2 separate regions of the Danio rerio genome follow, and region 2 is linked to region 1. Evidence: chromatin contacts called from public Hi-C data. All regions are on one chromosome and are shown on one strand. Each heading gives the region's core, a stretch centred on a gene start, on an enhancer-like site or on the middle of the called end of the contact. The rest is flanking DNA. Distances are from core to core; before and after follow the strand shown.

Region 1 (6,480 bases), core at 1,270-3,769:
GATGACTCACCGGATTTTTTTTGTGCTCCATTCATTTAGTCATAAATAGTATTTACTGCTAGCGTAATAGTATTACTGCTAGCGTAATAGTATTTAGTATTTATCAGCGTAATATTATTACTTTACTGCTTTTTTTCCAGTTCATGTATTCTCCAGATCCTCTAAAGTAATTCTGGTCACGGCTTAAATAAAAATGGGTCTGCAGTGTAAAATCAACACAGTCAGACATCAGAGTCAGGAAAGTTCAGTTTGCTCAAGATCACAAACGTGCTGAGAGTGCAACAAAGTTTCGGGAAAACATTCCCTGCTGTCCAAACATTTACAATTACACAAGAAAGAGAAATTCCTGAGGCGCTGTGAACAGAAACACTGTCATATGAACACAACTCTTATGGAGAAAATGTAGAAGTATATTTTAACATCTGAGCCAAATGTGATGTGAATATTAATTCTATGTCACCGGTGTGGGGAAATTTGATTCAAATATATTTTGCATGACTCAAAATGAAGAAGAAAACTCACAAGCGAGTTACTGTAAATCATATACAAGGTACTCATTGAGGAGTGTTAGGGCTTAGGAAAAACTAACATGTGCTGATGGTGAAGGATGTTTGGAGAAGTGAAAACGAGTGTAATAAATGGAGGATTGCTTAATTACCTACTTCAGATTCGCATTGAATCATACTATTGGTCTGTAGAATATTATTAATTAGAATAATATTAATAAGAAGTGACAGAAAGGTTTCCAATTCAGATAAAAAAATAAAATAAAAAAAAACAGGCTCAGAAGTACATACTGTATATTTGTAGATTTTGCCTTGATTTTGGCTTTGTATGTTTTGCCATAATGCACTGAAAATATAATAATAACACATTACATGTTTATGCATTTTCATTCTCATTCATTTTCCTTCAGCTTAGTCCCTTTATTCATCTGAGGTTGCCACAGCAGAACCGCCAACCTATCCAGGATATGTTTTACACAACGGGTGCTCTTCCAGCTTCAACCGGGTACTGGGAAACACCCATAAACTCTCATTCACACACACTCATACAATACGGGCAATTTAGTTTATCCAATTCACCAATACCACATGTCGTTAGACTGTGGGGGAAACCGGAGCACCCGAAGGAAACCCACGTGAACACAGGGAGGACATGCAAACTCCACACAGAAATGCCAATTGATCCTGCTGGGACTTAAACCAGCGACCTTCTTGCTGTGAGGTGACGACGCAAACCACTGAGCCACCGCTTTACCCATGCATTTTCAGAATATACATATATAAAATTTTGAAACTGGCATTTCAAGCAAATTTATGGGCAGTTGCAAGTTTAAAGAGGAAAAAGTTTGTAATTTTGACTTATTATGTGTAAATCTGTGAGATAAAGTAAAGAAATATGATACATTTTAGGAAATGGTGAAATAATCGTGAATTTTTTCAATTTATTTCTAAATAGTGATGCAGGGCTTAACAATAAGGACTGCCCGGTGGCCCAGGGCCAGCGTGAGAGACGCTTGGGACAGTAGACAGGATCATTACTGGCCCGATTAGGACAGTGCTGCCTTGTCACTAACATTTAATTTGTCTGCGACTATTTGTCAATTGCGTGGATTTTAAGTTTGTGCTTTTGATTCTTTAAACATTACCTTGTCCGTGATGTCGTAAACACCATATTGCTTTCCGCTTCCTCTTATCTGATTTGATGTTTTGAGCATGCAATTTTTATCCATAACCTGGTAACAACCAGTACAGAGAAGGCTAAAAGAAAATGTCAGTTTCTAATGTCTTGGAAGCAGACATTTACATGTGAACAACGCGACAAAAAAAAAAAAAAAAAGTGATGTTTTGCACAGTTTGCCGTCAGTTTGACAAGTCAGCCCATCTTTTGTTAAATAATTTCCAGCTGTAATAAAATACCTCCACATTTTCCATACTACTCTTTTTGTTTGCATAACACTTTAATTATTTTTTTTTTTAGTATTAAAATTGTAGATTCACAGACTTTATTTTTGACACATTATTTAAAATATAGCTGTTAACTTCCCTTTTTTTTTTTTTTGGTGGGGCCAGTGAAAATTTTGGCAGGGCAAGTAAAAATCTGAACCACTGGCCCAATCAGACCAGTACAAAAAATCCTGAGCGTTGAACCCTGTGATGTAGGGAAAGTAGTATAATATAGTCAAAATTGCTAAAATATTAGTCAAATATTGTTCGATAAACTTTTGTTTTACCTTTTAAATTCTACAGCAGAAGCAGACTTGCGTATGTTTTAATGTACACAACCGTAAGTGACTGAATACTTTAATAAATTTTCAAGACTAGACAGTTTTTGATAGGTGTCAATTTTTTAACCCCCCTGGCATGTTTTGTGTATTAATCTTTAAGAATTAAAAGTAGCACAGATATTATGTATACAGTTGAAGCTATATTTGTTTTGGCTAATGAAAAAAAGAAAATGTAGAAGTGAGTTGTTGTTCTACTCCAGTCCACTAGATGCCTTAACATTTCAAACTCCAGAACTGCCCCATCCTATGAAGAACATACAGGAACAGTACAGGCACCTTTTTCATTCACTACATAAACGCAGATCTCCTGTCTGTAAAGCATCATGGCATTTATTGTGCACATGAAATGGTTTGTGAATCTTCTGCTGCTGTTTGTTGTGCTTTGTGAACTGTGTTCTGCTGAAAGGACCAAAACACTGGACTTCGATGTCAAACCTGGAGGAGTTGTGCAGACTTTCTCTGCAAAACTTGTAAGTAGCTGTTTGATATTTTAATGGAGTAGCACTTGTTTACTTCTAACAACACCGTATGTTTATTATGATTACAAAAATGCATTATTTGCGTATACTCGATTCTATGTGTCCGCACTCGCATTTCATCTCTCATTTTTACTCGTTATTGAATTTTAAAGCATATTAATGCCACCACCGTGTTTCATATTTAACATTTATATTAATTTAAGTTCATATTAACCTCTTTTCGTAATGAATGGATGATATGTTTGAAAAACCGCGACGTGTAGAAAGGAAATCCTCAAATCCACCCGTCAGCTTCTCATTGGACTATTGTAGAGATTCATTGTGCCCTCTAGCGGCTAGAGTTAACTTTTTTTAGTGAATGTTTTAGTGTAAAATCACAAATTATTTCATTATTTACTCACCCTTCATGTGGCTCCAACCCCGCGCAAGCCTTTGTGATTGTGAAATTTTAACGGATCTTCGCGCGCTTTTAAGGTGGATGGACGTTAGCTTCCGAAAAGGACGGTAAAAATAACCACAAAAAGCACCATACATATAATAAGTACACTATTAAAGTCTTGTGAATCAATTCTGTAGATTTATGTAACTGACAAACTAATTTTAAGCTCAGTTAAATCTCATATTCAAGCTTATTGTGACAGCGTGACGCCACTGTTAGCATCGCTCTTTTATAAGCGTGATTGACGTCTCGACGTGCCAGATTTGCATTTTTTTTTCAAAGTCGTTTTCATATTTTATATATTTATTTAGACTGGAGTTATGGTTACAATGTCTATTTTTGTAATGGTCCCCCCCAGCATGGAGTCATTCATTTAAAGTTCAGTCTGACAAATTAGCATATTTCGTGGGAGGAAGCCTGGCATTGTGAACCTGTTTATCTGTTTACAATAAACGTTTCTATTTCTTGTTTTAGAAGAAGTATAAATGCACCTTCACATATGCATGCCAAGGAGGAACCAATGAGGTAAGACAATTTATAAATATTTAGATATTTAATACTTTTAAAGAAATAAATACCCTGCACCAGAAAAGCCTATGATTTAATTTTGTAGCAATATGTGCTATTACTTAATACATTAAGTTGTTAAAGATATTTCTTATAAATGCATTTTGTTTAAAGCACACTAATACATGATGGTTAACAGGGTGTGAATTATACATTGACGATTGGGGGGTTTATTGGCTATGTTCGGTTACTATGCCTTAAGTTATATTTAATTCAACTACATTCAAAACTACATTTAATTCAAATTTATTAATCAAAATTTTGTTTGCAGTGTTTTGAGGGATATTGAGTGGTTCTCTTTGACATTTGTGATGTTAAATAAATGACAGGTTTGCATTCCTGCACCTATTAATGGCTGACCATGAAAGACTGCACATATATTTTATTTTACTGTTTAACTTCCATGTGCGAGCAAGTGTGTATTAAAATACAAATGACGCATCTAGTTTTACAGACACCTACAGTACAAACCCTTATTTTACAAGAAACACTTACGCCAAGGGTGTACAAACTCGGCCCTGGAGGGCGGTGTCCTGAAGAGTTTATCACCAACTTGCTTCAACACACCTGCCAGGAAGATTCGTCTCACACAATCATGTGATAAGTTTTCGCAGGTCAGAGTTCACCAAGCTTGAACTTTCCAACGCAGCGAAACTTGTCGCACGACCTTGCGTTTCCGGTCTGACGCATTTGCATGCGTATGAATGAAAGTCTATGGGGAGAAAAGTCCAGTGTCTAAATGTATGGGCCCTTAGATAATATTAGCGCAAACATGCATTCACAATGGTATGAATCATAATAGGAGTGGTCAAATGTATATTTAAGTTATCTATTATTTTAATTAGTAATGTTATTTAGGATAGCTGGAAGGGCATCCGCTCCCTAAAACATATGCTGGATAAGTTAGCGGTTCATTATGCTGTGGCGACCCCTGATTAGTAAATTAACTAAGCCGAAAAGAAAATGAATGAATATTATTTAAGATAATATTTCAAACTATTTCTTAACTACTGATGTGCAGACCACCCATACATCTTGTTTTGATTTTCTTCAGGGGGGATCAAACCCTCTTGTAATTCACACCCTGGTGGTTAATTAATTTAGTTATTAGATATTTTTATTCACAATTTTTTTAATCTCTTGTGTTGAGATATTTCCGATAGTATTGTAAGGTAATTCAGAATGGCTGAAAATCTCCCTTACGAAAATTAACAGTGTCTTTTATAGTAATAGAAGTCTAGTAACCACGTGTCCTGTCGTTTTGATTACCATTTGTATATCTGCAGTTAAACTACAAATACTATGGTTAAACTATGGTTACCAAGCTTTACCTACAAAAAAAATAAGTTTATTTGTAGTAAAGCCATGGTTCATTTGTTAGATTACGACATTCCACTTTTTGCCTCTAAAAGCAGAGGAATTATAGCAATTGTGCGTTAATTATGTTGTAAAACATACTCATTTGACATAATTGTACTTTATAATGCTTACTTATTAAAAAAAATGATATGATCTATTTAATATTTATTACCAATGTTGCCATTAATATAGCCAATGCTGCTGATGAGGGTTGGGGTCGATAGACGATGCTGAGCTGGCATCGCAATCCTCCACCCCACCCCCGTTGCAGCAGCAACTCGCTTGTAAAAACACACACATTAGCTGCATCCCAAATCGCATACTTATGTACTATTCTACGCCATTTTGTAGTATAAATAGTGTAAGTAGTGTGTTCACACTGAAAACTCTAAAAATATTAAGTGCACTTTAATTACCCGGATGATGCACTCATTCAGCTGGTAAAATGAAGTGTGTAATGATGGACACTTCACGCACTCAACGACCGCAGATTTGCTTACGTAGTGGAAGGGGCGGAGCTATCAGACGCACATGTTGAATAACTTTATTTATTTTGGATGGTGAAAGCAAAATTCTCCTACGAGAGTGATTATAGCGCCTTCAATACTCACGGCAGGTATTATCTGATAATTCGGTCGGTTATTTCACTGATTTGGCTACCGTCAATTGTTATCAGGGAAACGGTTTGAATTTCCGCTTAGTAAAAACACATTAGTGTGCCATTTGGGACGCCACTACATACATATACTATCCTGTTGAGTGTGTAAGTGCATAAGTACATAGTGCATGAATGCATAGTGTATAGTGTGCCATTTGGGACGCAGCTTTTGGCCCCGTTTGCACTAAAACGTATTTATTTTAAAATGGTATTTTAGAACGAAAACGATCTACATCAACACTGGCGTTTCATCTAGCATTTCTAAACAGCTCTCCTTCAACACTATAACGCTGAAAACGCACATCACGTGACCACAGACAGGCATGCACTGCAGCAAATGTGCACGTCTGAGCTCCAGCAGTCAGCGGGTGCTTTGAGCACAAAACCCCCGAGAGCAGTGCACGTCTGACAGTTTATCAAGGATGTACCGCTGGATCGCGTCTCACTATAGTTGTTAAACGTAATATTTAATTAATCTTGTCTCTATCTCACGACTCTTCGGTCTTTTGAATGCCATCGTTCATCGCAATGTTTCACATTAGACATCGTACAATGCCAAATTGGTCGACATCGTCCATCCCTACTGCTGATATGGCATTAAAAGTAGGGGTGTCACGATTTCGATTTTTAATCGAAATCGATCGAAATTTATGATCAATTTCGATTATCGAATCAAAAAATAGAATCG
Region 2 (6,480 bases), core at 2,400-4,899, 97 kb after region 1:
GCAATATTAAATGCATATAATAAGACATAAAAATAATAATTAACAATGTGTTAGATAGTACGGGTAGTATAATTCATAAATTCATACCGTATCTTGTTGAGTTGTTTGCAAACAAATCGCAGGACGTCAAATCTCACTCAATGATATGATTTGGCACAAATGAATACCAATAAATTACGTAGACAACAGTAAACATGGGTTAGAAATATAAAGAGCTTAATAAGGAATGATTTGATGTTGTTTACCTGCACATTTAGGCTCTACATATTTGAATCATACACATATTTAAGCAAAATACAAGACGTAGTATTTTAATGTTTAAAATTAAGTGACGCTTAAAACAAATCTGCTAATAGAAAAAAAAACTTGTTCCCATTTAAATCTCACCTAATTTTAATACATTTTATCAGAAGTTTTAAACAATTATAGAGGAATACAAAAATAATACATCAAAATTATTATAGTTGTTTGCAAACAAAGCGCAGGACGTCAAATCACACTCAGTGATATTATTTGGCACAAATAAATGTCAATAAATTACGTAGACAACAGTAAACATGGGTTAGAAATATAAAGAGCTTAATAAGGAATGATTTGATGTTGTTTACCTGCACATTTAGGCTCTAAATATTTAAATCATACACATATTTAAGCAAAATACCACAAGACGTAGTATTTTAATGTTTAAAACTGAGCAAAACTAAAGACAAGAAATAAAAATCTCCTAATGGAATAAAAAACTGAACTTGTTCTTATTTAAATTAAGATTTCACACCCAATTATTAGATTTCTGAAGTAAAATGTCACTTAATTTTGATACATTTTACCAGAGAAGTTTTAAACAATTATTGCGCAATACAAAAATAATACATCAAAACTATTATAGTTGTTTGCAAACAAAGCGCAGGGCGTCAAATCAAACTCAGTGATATTATTTGGCACAAATAAATGTCAATAAATTACGTAGACAACAATAAGCATAGGTTACGAAGAAAAAGAGCTTAATAAGGAATGATTTGATGTTGTTTACCTGCACATTCAGGGTTTACATATTTTAACAATACGCATATTTAAGCAAAACACCACAAGACGTAGTATTTTAATGTTTAAAATTAAGTGACGCTTAAAACAAATCTGCTAATAGAATAAAAAACTTGTTCCCATTTAAATCTCACCTAATTTTAATACATTTTATCAGAAGTTTTAAACAATTATAGAGGAATACAAAAATAATACATCAAAATTATTATAGTTGTTTGCAAACAAAGTGCAGGATGTCAAATCACACTCAGTGATATTATTTGGCACAAATAAATGTCAATAAATTACGTAGACAACAGTAAACATGGGTTAGAAATATAAAGAGCTTAATAAGGAATGATTTGATGTTTTTTACCTGCACATTTAGGCTCTACATATTTTAAACATACACATATTTAGGCAAAACACCACAAGACGTAGTATTTTAATGTTTAAAATTAAGTGACGCTTAAAAAAAATCTGCTAATAGAATCAAAAACGTGTTCCCATTTAAATTAGGATTTTACACCTCCTTTGTGGATTTCTGAAGTTAAATCTCACTTAATAATAATACATTTTATCAGAAGTTTTAAAGTTATAGTGCAATATAAAAATAATACATCAAAACTATTATAGTTGTTTGCGAACAAAGGGCAGGACGTCAAACCACACTCTGTTATATTATTTGGAACAAATGAATACCAATAAATTCTGTAGACAGCAATAAACTTGGGTTACAAAGATAAAGAGCTTAATAAGGAATGATTTGATTTTTACCTGCACATTTAGGCTCTAAATATTTGAATCATACACATATTTAAGCAAAATACCATGAGACGTAGTATTTTAATGTTTAAAATTAAGCGCCACTTAAAACAAGAAAAAAAAAAAAATCTGCTAATGGAATAAAAAACTGAACTTGTTCTCAGTTAAATTAAGATTTCACACCTCATTAGTGGATTTCTGAAGTAAAATGTCACTTAATTTTTATAAATTTTATCAGTTTTAAACAATTATAGTGCAATACAAAAATAATACATCAAAACTATTATAGTTGTTTGCAAACAAAGCGCAGGACGTCAAATCAAACTCAGTGATATTATTTGGCACAAATAAATGTCAATAAATTACGTAGACAACAATAAGCATAGGTTACGAAGATAAAAAGCTTAATAAGGAATGATTTGATGTTGTTTACCTGCACATTCAGGCTCTAAATGTTTTTTTACCATACACATATTTAAGCAAAACACCACAAGACGTAGTATTTTAATGTTTAAAATTAAGTGACGCTTAAAAAAAATCTGCTAATAGAATAAAAAACGTGTTCCCATTTAAATTAAGATTCACACCTCATTAGTGGATTTCTGAAGTAAAATCTCACTTAATATTAACACATTTTATCAGAAGTTTTAAAGTTATAGTGCAATATAAAAATAATACATCAAAACTATTATAGTTGTTTGCAAACAAAGGGCAGGACGTCAAACCACACTCTGTTATATTATTTGGAACAAATGAATACCAATAAATTGCGTAGACAGCAATAAACTTGGGTTACAAAGATAAAGAGCTTAATAAGGAATGATTTGATGTTTACCTGCACATTTAGGCTCTAAATATTTGACTCATACACATATTTAAGCAAAATACCACAAGATGTATTTTAAGGTTTAAAATTGAGCGACACTTAAAACAAGAAATAAAAATCTGCTAATTGAATAAAAAACTTAACTTGTTCACATTTAAATTAAGATTTCACACCCCATTAGTAGATTTCTGAAGTAAAATGTCACTTAATTTTGATACATTTTACCAGAGAAGTTTTAAACAAATGCAATACACAATACATCAAAACTATTTGGGAACTACTGCACCAATCAGCTTTCTTTTTAAACCATCTGCTAGTCATGTGTGTACAGTGTTAGCTAGTGTTTGAATGTACATGACTGAAAGGGAATTGTTTTCAATCTTCGGATTAGTTTCTAAAAAATACTGCTTGCATTCCTTATGTGGATTTTTCCCACGAGCACTGCTGCAATGGCATTTAAAAAAAGCTAGCTTTCTATTGGCTAAAACTATACTCCAATATCGCGTTAAGTTAATATATAAACATGGATCGACAACACAGTCGTCTATGCTCGTAATGGACAAACATTTGAACTTCCTACACAAATTAGAGTATTTATTCGAATGTTGTATTCGGGAATGCATGAGTTTTGATAATATGCTGTAATAGAGAAAAAAAAGTCGAGTGGAAATGATTACCCAGTTGTCCATACTTGAATTGTTGGTTTGCCTACTGTATCAAAACAAAACCTGTCGTGGAAAAAAGCTAATCTTCACGTTCAGATGCTAACGAGCTGTCTTCCGTTCCGGATGCTAGCGTGTGCTAATGCTAACTGCTTTATGTCCGAGTTAATTTTGTTCATGGAAAAGTTCACTGGCACATATTTTTTTCGTGTAATATTCATTGAAGCTGCTGCTGTATTCGATATGCGCGCGTCAATCATCGAGTAGGTGGTAAATTCCTTTCAGTTTCCTTACCTGGCATTGTCAAAGCACTGAAAATAACGAAGTACTCGTGGAGACGTTCGTTCTGAGGTATTTTGTGACATTTAAACCTAATTTCGGCTCATTAGCAGAGGCGCTACTTGTTTTGTTATGATGACAGAAACGGGCATGCGCAGAAACTTTGATTCCAACGACCGTTAAACGGGTAAAGTCTAGATCGGATACACGGCTGGTCGGAAGTGCGATATGTTCATCATAGTAGCATTTTTATGACACAGTAAAACTATAATTAATATTTTTACAATACTGTGACAATTGGGTTTAGGGTTGGTGTTAAAAATAAAATTTTTTGGGTAATTTAATAGATAGCATAAATAATATTCGGTACAACTACTGTTTTTACATTACAGTGACAGTTGGGGTGGGGGTAGACGTTAATAAAATACAATTTATTGGATAATTTAATAGATAGCATAAATAATATTCAGTACAACTACTGTTTCTACGTTGCTTTAAAAAAAAAAAAAAACAGTCGACAGAGGAGTGTGCTATCTCGATAATAAGCGCATTTTACACAGTTTTTCTCTAAATGATATGTATAATCCATTTATAAATAATATTGTTTTGTTTGCGTCTAAACATTGCGACCATCCACACAAAATATTATTTTGTTGCTGTCGTGCCATATTTTCTCAAATTATCATTGAACTTTGAGCTAACAAATTACTAGATAAAATTAGAATTTAATCGGTTGCCATCAGCAGAGTCCTTGCCAGAAGCGGCCCGGACTCTCCAGACAGACTCGGGCCAGATATGGTTAACATGAATCGGGCCAGTACTTTACAGCCGCATCACAAACACATGCGCGCGAGCGAGCTGCGGGCTGCACTCGGCCCGGATAACACTCGCCAATGTCGAGTCGGAGCCGCCGAAGGGCAGCCGAGCTCGGGCCGATTACTATTTGGGCTGTGACTTTTGGGTTTAGGATTGGGGTGGGCGTAGGCATTAAAATACAATAAATGGGAAATTTATTAAATAATTGTCGTTCACTTCCGGCCTCGTTGCATATCCGATCTAGCAACAACCCGTTAAACGCCACCATACACTCCATTGATTATTATCTGTAATTAGCTAATTAATTTTTATGTCAGTCAGAATGAGAGTTTGGAGAGTGGAAATCTAGGATATATTTAAATAAAAGTGCCAAAAATATTTATTAACCGCCCAGTGAGTGTTAAGGCAGTGCGGTTGAGGATTTGAGGTGTTTTTGGGGTGTTTTATTATCCATGGTTTATCATGTTAATTAATAAAATTGCACTGTAATTTCTTACTACTGTTTCAATTTTCCTGTACAAACTGTGTTTAGGAAATAAATTTATACAGATTAATTTAACATTGAATAATAAGTTATTCATTTTGTTTGAAAATTTGTCATTTTTAAATGGACCACTTATTCTTGATCAGACCACTAAAGGAGTGACAGGTTTTTATCTCATGTGTATTAGAAGAATTGTAATAATTCCAGCTGAACTGAAACAAGATGTGTTGTGTTGTTTTTTCATTTAATAAAAACCGTCCAAAGGAAATAAAAACAACTGCTCCATTGTTTTCATTCAACAAATGCCTTTATTTTTCTTTATATTTCTTCATCCTCGAGAATCAAGTTTATGTACCTCTTGATTTGTAATGTCAAATCAAATTCAGAGAATAAACATAAAACAAATCAGTGCATGTCGAAGTATAAATAACAGCAAATCTGTACCAAACTACCTCCCGATGAGAAGCAGAACTGGACTTCGGATGTCAAAACAAGACAAGAAAGAAATGACAGAATTACTAACTTAAGTAAATAACTCTGAGGAAAAACCGAAGGAATAAAAGCGAAACATGAAATGCCAAATGTTTCCGAACATAATTTTAGACATCATTTTAATACTCGCTCTGAAAAGAATCAGCATTTCGAAGATTGAAGAGCGTCAACCCAACCAGCAACCATTTTGGCCCACTTTACAGTAGCTGCCAGAGAAGAAAAACCACACGAGGAAGGGCTTTCAGGAAACTACAATCCTCAATTGATTCCACGAAACAATCGAAATGAACTCAACTGCATTCGAACAATTGCGGATTGTATTTTTTAAGAATACAGGACTTGAGGCAACGCTGAGACGAGGAAGACTTCGAAGGCTAGCGGAGATGTAGTGGATGAACACTTGGCATGAAAAATCAACGTTCATTCTCAAAAAGGCAATCAGTCGATCAATCGGACAAACTGTGAGTGATATAAAGAATGCAAACACACACTTGGCTCTGTTTCGTATTGCAGGCGCATGAAGTGACGAGTCGCTCAGTGCTGCTTGACCCGAGGAGCCGTGACTCTGCGCAGAAAACCATACAGGAGTCCAAAATTCTGCAGGAACACAAACATTACAATTAGCGATGGGGAAAAATATTTTCAAACCTTCAAAACTATCGAAGCAATCGCTTCCCAAAATGATTCACTAGCTATGTTTCCATCCACCAATTTTTATGCGCAATTTAGATTTGCTCATAAAAATGGTTGATGCAAATGCCAAGAAGCGCACATAGGCATATAACAAGAGTATGATAAACTTTTTATTTGATTAGAAAAACTACAATGTGGAAACATCTTTATGAACAAATATCAGTATGTGCATTAAAAAAGTCATGTGATTTTGTTACAAGAGATCATGTGATGATAAAACTTTGTGAATAGACAAACCAGCAGGCTGATCTCACTGTAAAACATTTTACATGTTGTTTTGGTCATTCCATTGGTTCTTAAAGCAGTGCTTCGCAGCCATCACAATAGCTGTTTATATTACAGTAAATTAACAATTAATTATATTAAGACATAGATAAATTGATACATAGACAGATCGTAAATACAATTTTACATTTACTAGGATCAGTATTTTATATATATAT

The links. Hi-C and Micro-C count contacts between places; a contact is called where the count stands out from the background.
Region 2: a contact with region 1 is called in a Hi-C map of an unstated tissue, with 4 times the contacts expected there. The contact joins the enhancer-like site here to the promoter of mydgf in region 1. A contact is called at or near these places in 3 of 18 Hi-C or Micro-C datasets (caudal fin, hematopoietic stem cells and an unstated tissue).

The regions. Positions count from the first base shown.
Region 1 is chr22:5,365,750-5,372,229 of GRCz12tu, forward strand. mydgf (myeloid-derived growth factor) reads left to right here and starts at 2,520. Exons shown (of 6, transcript NM_001002480.2): 1 at 2,520-2,760; 2 at 3,683-3,733. The coding sequence starts at 2,614.
Region 2 is chr22:5,461,887-5,468,366 of GRCz12tu, forward strand. cers1 (ceramide synthase 1) reads left to right here. Exons shown (of 7, transcript XM_009295953.5): 7 at 1-5,129. It overlaps ncln (nicalin), which reads right to left. Exons shown (of 15, transcript NM_207057.1): 15 at 5,141-5,941. The coding sequence ends at 5,879. Among named protein-coding and RNA genes, the nearest start is that of ncln, 21 kb to the right of the region's middle. Within about 2 kb of position 3,650, at least 4 of the 62 cell types and tissues checked have an H3K27ac peak or open chromatin away from gene starts, as enhancers often do.